Linked DNA regions of Mus musculus: region 1 is linked to region 2. The links are chromatin contacts, called in public Hi-C maps. All regions are on one chromosome and are shown on one strand. Each heading gives the region's core, a stretch centred on a gene start, on an enhancer-like site or on the middle of the called end of the contact. The rest is flanking DNA. Distances are from core to core; before and after follow the strand shown. Region 1 overlaps Gm41244 (a long non-coding RNA gene). Region 2 holds the start of Slitrk5 (SLIT and NTRK-like family, member 5).

Region 1 (2,700 bases), core at 156-2,655, 3.1 Mb before region 2:
ATAAATACAAATATTTTTTCAGTGTGGGGTGGGAGAATCACTAGAAAGTCACAGACACCAGGGATCTGAGAGGCTCCCAGGACCCAATGAAGATGACATTAGCCAACATGCCCAACAGTGGAAACATGGAGCCTGAAGAGACTAACCACCTCCAGTAGATAGACATGATCCTCCATTGAGGAATGAGGCCACCAATCCATCTCAAATTTTGTAACCCAGAATTGTTTCTGGCTAAAGGAAATGAAGAGAGGAGAGAGGAGAGAGGAGAGAGGAGAGAGGAGAGAGGAGAGAGGAGAGAGGAGAGAGGAGAGAGGAGAGAGGAGAGAGGAGAGAGGAGAGAGGAGAGAGGAGAGAGGAGAGAGGAGAGAGGAGAGAGGAGAGAGGAGAGAGGAGAGAGGAGAGAGGAGAGAGGAGAGAGGAGAGAGGAGAGAGGAGAGAGGAGAGAGGAGGGAGAACAGAGACTAAAGGAAAGGCAACCCAGAGACCGCCCCAACTTGGGATCCATCCCATGCAGACACCAAACCCCCACACTATTGGTGATGCCAAGATGTGCTTGCAGACAGCAGCCTGGCATGGCTATCCTCTGAGAGGCTCTACCAGCACCTGACTAACTCCCAGATACTCACAGCCAACCATTGCACTGAGCCCAGGGACCCCAATGAAAGAGTTAGTGTAAGGATTGAAGGAGCTGGAGGGGGTTGCAACCCCATAGGGTGAACAATAGTATAAACTAATCTGGACCACACAGAGCTCCCAGAGACTAAGCCACCAACCAAAAAGCATACATGGGCTGGTCCATGCCTTTCCCTATATATGTAGCAGAGGGTAGCCTTTGTCGGACCTCGATGGGAGGGGATGCACTTGGTCCTGTGGAGGCTTGATGCCCCAGAGAAGGGGGATGCTAGAGAGGTGATGTGGGAATGGGTGGGTGGGTTAGGGAGCACCTTCTTAGAGGTGAAGGAGAAACTGTATGTGGTGGGGCTCTCATGGAGCAGGACAGGGAAGGGAGGCCATATTTGAAACGTAAATGAATAAGATAATTAATCGTATTTGTAATAATAAAATAAGTCATCTTAAAACTCTTTTTCCTGTGGACTTTAGATTTTACCCCAGAAGAAATATTCTCAAGCATTCCTGACTCGCTCTAATTTTGGAATACATTTTCCTGGAAATATTGGGAGAGAATGTACTGAGTAGAGTAGTGCCGGAAAAAAACTATCTTTGATGTGTCTGGTGAATCTGACTTAATCACTATTGTCTTGAATGTACTGCAGCAGAATGATGGAAACTGCAATCTGCCATTTTCCCGGTAGATGGCAGAAGCGCACTGTATGCCCATTCACAATGGGCTGCGTTTTGAAACTTATGTATTGAAGACATGAACAAATGGTTCCAACCTGCTTTAAAAATCAGCCTTTGTTGTGTTTGGGACACTGTCGATGTAAAGGGAATTGTAGCGTCCATTACAGACGCTTCTAATTCCGACAGGTTTTGCTGAGAGTCTGCAGAATAAGAAGTGAAATTAAAAAAAAAAAAAAAAAAAGAGTTCACAGGAAAGAGCTCTCACGTGGAATTAGCAATCCCTCCATGCTAATGCAGTAGTGAGCTCAATCATGCTTCTGTTGTTTTGTTCTGTCTCAATAAGGAAAACTAGATATAACATGGAAATCATTCTAATTAGAAGAAAGACAAGTGGAATTTGGTAATTATAGACCTGCAGAGCCGTTATTCAGGTGGTACTCAACAGAGTTGAAAGATATAAGGAGACATGGTATCAATACTCCATCGTTGTAGCCCAGTTGTGTATTACTGGCACTTTCAAGGACTGTATATATCACTACACATATTCTAAGTTAGCACAGGCATTAAGAATTCTGTTGCTATTCTTGCCTGTTTAAGCTCCTATTAATTTTTACAGTACTGTAATTTAAACTAAAAAAATATTATACACGAATGTAATGTCAATTAGTGAGAAACAAGGCAAGATGTATAGTTTTCCAAAACAGCATGAATTAGGCAAAATTCTTGTAATTTTTTCTGCACCAACACCATGAAGTAAGGGTGCATGCAGCCAGTATTCAGCAAGATAAATGTTTCCTTTATGTCTTCATTACAGAAAGTAAGCTATCTTCCTGCATAAAAGAACACCACTACTGCTTTTTGCTTTGTTGGTCTTTTGAGCTTCAGTAGAACATTTTATTTAGTATTCTCTGGGAGGTGACTGTGCAGAATAGGGGACTACTTACCCAAGAGGAAGGGTTACACAGACACACTGAGAAGTTTGCTGGTAACAATTTTCATGGGGTAGGTAGTCAGGTTTTAGGCAGGGATAGCCTTGGTTGGCGAATCTGTGAGTTGAGCAGTGTAACACAGGGAATGAATGCCGAGGTTTGTAGCTGGGAAAGAGGAAAGCGCGAGACAGTGAGATGGATTCAGGCAGCCCAGGAATTAGACGTTGAATGGAGTCTTCAAGCCTGGGTACTTTTCCAGTGTGGCACTGGAAGACATTCTGTTTAAAAGCCTGTGCTAGAGGCGCATGCTACGTTGGTGCCTTCAGGGATTGTGACTCTGTAAAGCCCTCTCGGACTGTTCCCTGAGTTCTGCTGATAGCTCAGACACAATTAGATTGTAAATGGGATTTGGATGGCCTTTTGCCTAATACATTATCTTACATATGCTTACAGTAATGCTCTGTTGGCA
Region 2 (2,700 bases), core at 80-2,579:
CGGAGTTCCAGGACGCGAGGCTCCCCCTCCCCCACCCCGCCCCAAAGCAAAGGAAGGGTAAAGGGAGGAAGAAGGGGAGGGAAGAGATGGAAAGAAAGCCACTTCGCCATACCACCCAGACACACACAGAAAACCTCTTTTGCAAAGTAAACCGCGGACTTACCCGGTCTCACATCTCAGGGGCCCAGTCATCATAGCGACCCTTTCAGAAAAACACCTCTTTGGGGTGTGCACCGATTTTTGGAAGCCTAGGCAGACACAGAAGGCTGCCAGCCGTGCAGGCTGAGCAGCCAGAGGGAAGCGGCACCCGGACGCCGCGCCGCTAGCCCCGGGCCGCCGCCGCGGTGGCGACCGCGGGTTCCGGGGCTCCCCGAAGGGCTCTCCCTGGCGCTCTCCGCGGTAGCCAGGGCGGGTAGTGGGGTGTGGGGTGTGGGGGAGGGGACGGCCGGCGACTCGCTGGAAAGGCAGCTCGCGGCTGAGGCTGGGAGCCGGAGCCGGCAGGGCGGGGAGGGCGCAGTGGGGAGGGGAAGTGGGGAGACCGAGGAGGGGGACGCGGAGCGGGCTGCCCGGCCCCGTCGCCTGCTCAACGTGCTGGTCAGCCTGGTCGAGCGCTCGCTCGCACCCGCTCTCACTCACGCTCGCTCGCACCATCGCTCCCACGCGCGATCCCCAGATCTCAGGGCCCCCTCGCCGTACCCCCCTGACCCGGCCGGTACTTACTGTTCCCATCTGCACTGGGGGCAACTTTCTCCGACCCAGCGATGGCAGCCGCCCCCTCCAGCCGCCTCGGGCTCTTGGCACCCTCCGGCCTGGGATCGCGCGGGCCGCCCTCCCCTCCCCCCTAGCCTCTCCGGGTCGGCGTCTTCACCACATTCCCCCCTAGTCAGTGTCGCACGCCCCAGGACGAACCAGAAGGAGTGGGGCTCGAGGGTGTGCGTTCATCGCCCGCCTTCTTCTTGCAGCGCACACTGTACATGGTAGTGAGGGGGCGAGAGAAGGTGGTACTGGCCCCCGGGCTGCTTCGGCGGCGGTTCCTCCGCTGCGCTCTTCTCCCCCAAACGCCAGGACCACCGGACCCTGGATGCCTCTGTCCCCAAGGCAAACCTGCAATCGCGGCCCCTAATTAGTATTTGAAAGGCTCCCGCATCCTCTTGGCGGCTTCACCGCTCCCGGGGTTTGCAGCGGATTTTTGCTATCCCTCCCCAGATGCGGCGCACGATCCTCATTATTTGCAACTCTTTATCTCCGACATCCTTTGAGGGGTCCAAGGGGGGTAGGAGCAGCGTTGCTCTATGCCTGTGGCATGTCCTGGCAGCTTGGACGCTCTATAAAAAAAAAAAAAAAAAAAAAAAAAGAAAAGAAAAAAAGAAAGAAAGAAAAAAAAAAAAGAAAGAAAGAAAGAAAAAGAGAAAGAAACTAAGAAAAAGTCACGTCTTCTCTCATGGGATCTGAGAAGGCAGTCACATCTGCTGGGTAGCGGGTGCAGGGCCCGGTCCGCGGCACTTGTTTATTGTCGCGCCGCTGGTGCGAGCCAAGCTGCAGCAGACATGATGGCCCGGGGCGAAGCAGGAGCCCAGTGGCCGGTAGGTGGCAGCCGAGGGCGAAGGCGTCCCTGGGCTCTGGAGGCATAGCCAGAACCCCCTTAGATGTCACATTCGTGGAGACAGAGGAGTCTTGGACCATGTGCGCAACTGGAGCGTAGGAGTGTGCACTCGTCTTCTCGGAAAGGAAGGGCTGGAAATAACCCTGACAGTGTTAGGCTTGGTGGCGATCAGGGACAGATGACTCTTACCGGTAGCCGTTTGCCCAAATGCTTCTGCCCTTTGGAAGAGTCTTTGTGGCAGTGTGAGTTGTCTCCAGTAAGGGACCCTGGAGGGAGTGGCTCATCCTAGCTATAAAGAGTGTGTTATTTTTATCTTTTTTTTTTAAAGAATCACTTTTTCTAAGTATGTCGGAGTGATTGAGCAGAGAGAAAAATGAATACCCTAAGCGAACTAGAAATCTGGAAAGAACCGAAATAGAGGCAGTGTCTCATGACACTTTACTTGAGGACTCACCTGATGAACTGCTGATCAACTCTATAGTAAGTATGACTGGCTTCTACCAGGAAACCAGACAACTTCCTCCCCTAAAGGAGGTCTGTATATTCATAGGATGTGTTTTACGTTTTAAGAATTTAAGGCCTGCAGCCTTCACAAGGAGCAAAGGAAAATTGTTTTGAGTTAGGGGCCCAGAGCAGGCTGCTCATTCGCTTCAAACTGTCTTAGATGGCCAGTTTGGCCATGCAAGTGAATTTTAATTTTTCTATTCTGAAATTATGTTTTAAACATACATAGAAGTCTCTCAGTTTTCACTAATGGGAACTTATTGTGGTTATAGTCTGATTATACGCGATTGATATTAATAGATTCCAGGGGTAGTATTTTATGTGTTTGTCTATAAAGAGTTCTTCACAGCATCCATGTATGTTCAATTTCAAGGGCTTATATAGAGGTAGTGAATTATTTCAACCTTTTGGAAATTTTAATGATTTTAATATTTCTTCTACATAAATATGATGAGTATATGTATTCTAGCTAAGCCGTAAACACTTTTTTGAAGCAGTGTTTATTTCCTGTAAGTTTGGGTGCTCTTCGAGGGAGAAAAGAGTGACGTAATCTGTGATGTCAGTTGATGAAAATCTTAGAACAAAATTAAGTT

The links. Hi-C and Micro-C count contacts between places; a contact is called where the count stands out from the background.
Region 1: a Hi-C map of cortical neurons shows a contact between it and region 2, with 3 times the contacts expected there. The contact joins the enhancer-like site here to the promoter of Slitrk5 in region 2. A contact is called at or near these places in 4 of 39 promoter capture datasets (cranial neural crest, frontonasal cranial neural crest, hippocampal neurons and 1 more) and 4 of 484 Hi-C or Micro-C datasets (cerebral cortex, cortical neurons and ventral hippocampal neurons).

Annotation. Positions count from the first base shown.
Region 1 is chr14:114,790,251-114,792,950 of GRCm38.p6, reverse strand. The region is part of intron 1 of Gm41244 (a long non-coding RNA gene); the gene reads left to right. Among named protein-coding and RNA genes, the nearest start is that of 4930524C18Rik, 40 kb to the left of the region's middle. Within about 2 kb of position 1,405, at least 9 of the 459 cell types and tissues checked have an H3K27ac peak or open chromatin away from gene starts, as enhancers often do. A contact at or near this core is called in cortical neurons, where this site is marked.
Region 2 is chr14:111,673,744-111,676,443 of GRCm38.p6, reverse strand. Slitrk5 (SLIT and NTRK-like family, member 5) reads right to left here and starts at 1,329. Exons shown (of 2, transcript NM_198865.1): 1 at 721-1,329. It overlaps Gm30439 (a long non-coding RNA gene), which reads left to right and starts at 932. Exons shown (of 4, transcript XR_001781455.2): 1 at 932-2,083.